Linked DNA regions of Mus musculus: region 2 is linked to region 1. The links are chromatin contacts, called in public Micro-C maps. All regions are on one chromosome and are shown on one strand. Each heading gives the region's core, a stretch centred on a gene start, on an enhancer-like site or on the middle of the called end of the contact. The rest is flanking DNA. Distances are from core to core; before and after follow the strand shown. Region 1 overlaps Lpin2 (lipin 2). Region 2 overlaps Smchd1 (SMC hinge domain containing 1).

Evidence for each region. Hi-C and Micro-C count contacts between places; a contact is called where the count stands out from the background.
Region 2: a Micro-C map of palatal mesenchyme shows a contact between it and region 1, with 1.6 times the contacts expected there. The contact joins two enhancer-like sites. A contact is called at or near these places in 11 of 39 promoter capture datasets (the 3T3-L1 cell line, 3T3-L1-derived adipocytes, the HPC-7 cell line and 7 more), 29 of 484 Hi-C or Micro-C datasets (3T3-L1-derived adipocytes, the AML12 cell line, the C10 cell line and 18 more), 7 of 115 datasets of contacts at active chromatin or transcription factors (DN3 thymocytes, the HPC-7 cell line, acute myeloid leukemia and 4 more) and 3 of 9 other capture datasets (adipose tissue, liver and pancreatic islet).

The regions. Positions count from the first base shown.
Region 1 is chr17:71,249,608-71,252,126 of GRCm38.p6, forward strand. It overlaps Lpin2 (lipin 2), which reads left to right. Exons shown (of 20, transcript NM_001357791.1): 20 at 1-211. Among named protein-coding and RNA genes, the nearest start is that of Emilin2, 60 kb to the right of the region's middle. Within about 2 kb of position 1,259, at least 104 of the 459 cell types and tissues checked have an H3K27ac peak or open chromatin away from gene starts, as enhancers often do. A contact at or near this core is called in the C2C12 cell line, embryonic fibroblasts, palatal mesenchyme and 1 more, where this site is marked.
Region 2 is chr17:71,354,490-71,357,008 of GRCm38.p6, forward strand. All of the region lies in intron 44 of Smchd1 (SMC hinge domain containing 1), which reads right to left. Among named protein-coding and RNA genes, the nearest start is that of 4930471L23Rik, 40 kb to the left of the region's middle. Within about 2 kb of position 1,257, at least 21 of the 459 cell types and tissues checked have an H3K27ac peak or open chromatin away from gene starts, as enhancers often do. A contact at or near this core is called in the C2C12 cell line, embryonic fibroblasts, palatal mesenchyme and 1 more, where this site is marked.

The sequences.
Region 1 (2,519 bases), core at 9-2,508:
CCCTGCTAATGATTCCATTCAGCTGATGAAGTACTTGATTATTAGAGAGCAGTGCCACTAAGCAGCTTTAAGTTGTCCGTAATCATTGTAAACATCAGTGCAGTACCTTCAATATGGTAAAGATGTTGTCTTCAGATGAATGGCTCATATTTTGGTGCAGTGTTTGATGTTCACAAAAAAATGTTACAATAATAAACTAACATAAACTGATTGCATTGGGCTCCTTCCTTCAGGGACTTTGACCGTATCAGTGCCAGAGATTGATAATTACAATTACCAGTTATACATAAACATCACTTTGGCTTTGCTGACTTGCTTGTCTAAAGGAGGGACGACCTCTTCCTGTTGCTCCCTTGCAAACCCTGGCTCCAGAAGAGAAGCTCCGCCCACAGGAACTATGTCTGCCTTGTAGATTCTGTCAAGAAGTGATTTGTCCATCCATCATTTCCCTACACTCTAGTTCCCACACCAGCCCTTCAGAGTCTCCTGGCCATGCTGCTCAGTTTTAATGCCTCACCTTTATTAAGCCTTTCCTGGGTAGCAGCAGGTAACAGTCCATCAGATTAACAGAGTACCCATGAACTTTTTGTAGCACAAGCCCACATCATATGATTGATGGCAAAAGTTAATGTGACATCATCCTCCCTCAGGTCACTGGGCAGCAGATACTACGTCTGCTGGATCGCACAGGAACCACAAGTCTTGGCAGTGGGGCTATATTTTTGTCCTAGAAAATATCTGATTCCTCTAGGCAGTTTTAAGTGCTATGAGAGGATAGAGTTTGGCAGCCCTCACCCCTGTACCTGCATGTGTACCTCCTTCCATGGTAAGATGGCACAAGAGAAGCACAGATTGTGTTTACAAAGTGGATGGGGGCCAGACACCGCCACTCTTGAGACTGTAGGCCTGGAGTTATGGTATCCACTTCCTTTCATGAAGCAGATACGTGGGAAACAAGACCAATCGTCACTGGGAATGCTGACTATATGCTAATCTGGAAATGATTTAAAATACACCTCAGGCATTCCTCCTTGCAGATCCCATTTAATAGTATTTAGTCATTTTAATGGTGCCGTTTGGTGGTGGTACGTATCAAGGGCAAATTGCTCCAGTTCTTAAAAAGCACTGCCTTTTTCTCAAGTCACCAAAGCTCCCTGATTAGAGAAGTTGTACCCTGAACCTGGTGACCCTGTGGTATGTACCAGTCACTTAGTCCTCTTAGGAGGACTACTTGAGGCCAGCATCAATTAAAAGTACTGAGTAAGTACTTAAACTCTGTTTATACCTCTGACTCACTCATGGACACATGACTAGAAGGGGTGTGGTGACTTAGGGAGGGGCCATTGCTCCAAACTCCCCTCCTCCAGACACGCTCTAGCTGTCCCTGTTTTTCATCTCCAAAAAAAGACTGGGGCTCCCATTTTAAACCCATCTCCTGCGTGGGCTGGAGTCCAGTTTGCATCCTGTTTTGTCTTCCAGTGAGCACATGCCTACTGCTGTGGCCCAGCTCACTCCGCCTTGCTTGTTGGATAGAGCGAGCTAGCTAAGTGCACCTCTGCCAGTAACGAAGTCACACACTGGATGATCAAGGTCTGTTGGATGCTCGAGAGACCTGTCTGGGAATGGGGAACACAGTGGCCGTACATCTCCGGTCGGGCCCCTGCCTTACAGCCACTGAACACTTGGCCACTTTGGCACTGAATATGGTCTTCAAAGAAGAGGGAAGGAAACGGACAGAAACATTCGTGTGAGCCAGCCGGGCTTTCCTAAAAGTACTGCTGCTCAGGGTTTTCCATGCGTCATTTCTCAGACAGCAGAGGGCACGCTGACCTTGGTAGCCAACTCCCCAGCTGTGGAAAACCGGGCAGTCCATGACCCGCCTTCCAAATATCCCATAATAACTTTGCAGACAGTCCTTGGAACCTAGTATATTTTGACTACATTAGACTCTTCTGCCAACTGGTTTAGGAGCAAGGCAAGGCTATTGAAACTGGTTTCCCTGTCTGCGCCTTCCACTAGGGACCTGGGGGAGTTGCCTTTCCCTACAGGTGCTGGCTGACAGACCTGGGTGCCTAGAGCTGTGTGCTGCTGTTGGGAAAGTGTCGTGTCAGGCCTCCCAGACCCAAATGTGCTTGTCTTCTCAAATGATCTCCGTTTCCAGCCGGCCCCCCATTTTATATGGGGGGGGGGCTTGTTGCTTAGGAACCAGAGTTTGTAGCCAGAGTTTGTAGTGCTATCTCTGCCAGTGAGCTGTGCAGTGGAGCAACAAGAAGTCAGGCTCATTAGCCTGCAACCAGCTCACCTCCCCTAACAGAGGCCCTCTTCAGCCGCAGGGCCACGGTACACCCTGACCTTCAAGGACATCTGGATGTGGTTTTCCAGCCAAAATCAAACCCCAAATGTCTAAAGCCTGGAAGCTGGCAGGTATGGGATGTTTTACATAACGACTGGGGTTAATTTACACAGTATTCTTTCAGCCATAAAAAATGCTCTAGTTTGTTCCCACCCCACCCCCGCCC
Region 2 (2,519 bases), core at 7-2,506, 100 kb after region 1:
TGAGACCCTGGCTTAAGGAAAGGTTACAGCTAGTGCAGCACTTCATCTGATATCCTCCTCCGGCCTGTACACACACGCACACGCACACACACACACACACACTCACACTCACCACCCTCAAGTGTGATCGAAGAGCATTATAATTCAGCACATTACAAACATCTAATCCAATCTAACGTTAAAGCTTAAATAGTATCTGAATTATATGAAATATTTACATAGACTATATATAATTTATAGAAATAAAATTACATCTTAAAAAAGTATAATGCCAGAGGAACATCACAGATGCTCTTCCAGAAAACTGGCACTTTTATTTATTTTTGGTGTTAAATCTGCCATTGAAAAGACCCTTAAAGTACAACAATATGAGTGGTCACTTTACTGTTTGATGTGCAATGTCACCATGAGATTAAACTCTCTGAGCCAGCTAGCTGTAGGCTAGGTCTACAGGCGTGGGCTAATTGAAAAAAATTGAATTGAAAAAAAAATACAGTAAATTTAGTGAGCCAAATTTTTTTGTTTGTTATTTCAAGACAGAGTTTCTCTGTGTAGTCCTGGCTGTCCTAGAACTGGCTCTGAAGACTAAACTGGCCTCAAACTCAGAGATCTGTCTGCCTCTGCTGAGATTAAAGGCATATGCCACCACTGCCTGGTAGTGAGCTAAAAGTCTGCAAATTTCAAATTACTTGGTTTGGTAAGAGAAATGATTATGCATTCTTGGTTTTGATTTGGACTTATATGCTTTCTAAAGGTGAACACAAGGTAAAACTGGGGGCAGGAGCTACATAGATGGCCCAGTGAGCAGGCTGAGCTGGGGGTGGGGTGGTGGTAGAGGTAGCACTTGCCTTTAATTAACCCAGCCCTTGGGAAGCAGAGACCAGCCTGGTATATAGAAAGAATGCCAGGGTAATAACCAGGGCTACACAGAGAAACCTTGTCTTGAAAAACAACACAAAACAAAACAAAAACATAAAAAAACCTAGAAACCCTAAGACAAAGGCCTACAAACACAAAAGAATGTAAGTTATTAAACAATTAAAGATACTCCAGTGGTAAACTGCCCTCTTGTAAAGATGCTAAATGCTGGTGAGCCTAGCTGCCTGCAAAGGCACCAACAAACAGTAAACAGAACTTTGTTCTTTCAAAATCATTATGCTCTTGACCCCATAACTTCCACTGTTCTCAACCAGTGGGTTGGCAATCCCTCGGGAGGCTCACATATCAGGTATCGTGCATGTCAGATGTTTACATTATGATTCATAACAGAAGTAAACTTACAGTTATGCAGTAACAATGAAATAACCTTATGGTGGGGGGTGGCCATCATGACATGAGGAATGTTAGTAAAGGTTGCAGCTTTAAAGGCTGAGAAGCACTGGTATAACATCATGTGGCCTTTAAATACGAGACAGGATTTTCCCTTTCACAGTCCACCCTAGGCTGGCCGAGAGCTCAGTATATTGTGCATGTTAGCCTTGTACTCACACTCCTGTCTAAAGGAAATACGGGGACAGAGTGTGGAGCAGAGACAGAAGGAAAGGCCATCCAGAGACTGCCCCACCTGGGGATCCATCCCATATACAGACACCAAACCCAGACACTACTGTGGATGCCAAGAAGTGCTTGCTGACAGGAGCCTCAACTGTCTCCAGAGAGGCTTTGCCAAAGCCTGACAAATACAGAGGTGGGTGCTTGCAGTCAACCATTGGACTGAGCACGGTGTCCCCAGTGGAGCATTAGGGAAAGGACTGAAGGAGCTGAAGGGGTTTGCAACCTCATAGAAAGAACAACAATAATCCACCAACTAGAGCCCCCAGAGCTCCCAGGGACTAAAACACCAACCAAGGAGTACTCATGGAGGGACCCATGGCTCCAGCTGTATATGTAGCAGAAGCTGGACTTATCTGGCATCAGTGGGAGGAGAGATCCTTGGTCCTGTGAAGGCTCGATACACCAGTGTAGGGGAATGCCAGGGCGGGGAGGCAGGAGTGGGTGGGTGGGTGGGGGAACACCCTCACAGAAGCAGGGGGAGGGGGAATGGGATAGGGGAATAACATTTGAAATGTAAATAAATACAATATCAAAAAAAATGGTAAAGTTGAAATAGAAATTTAAAAAATAAAATAAAATGAGACTGTGAACCACTACACCCAGCTTAGAGATGGTATTTTTACAGAAACGATCAGGCTGAGGTTGTTCAGTCTCTAATCCAGTGTCACTGCTGTCCTCAGAAAGGGGAAAGGCAGACATGATGACACATACATTAAAAGAGACATGAGGAAGATAGCCAATTACAAGGAAAGGCGAGAGGCTCTGAAACAGACTCTTCCTTCACTCATGGCTCCTAGAAGAAATCACCTCTGCCAATCACTCTGACCATGAACTTCCAACCCAACAGATATGAGATAAAAAATTTCAATTATACATGCAAGTTAGAGCTTTTCCAATATGAGACTGTCCCTTTTCAGTTTTAGATACTACACTCATTTCATTTTAATTTGTTTCAAATTAATGGT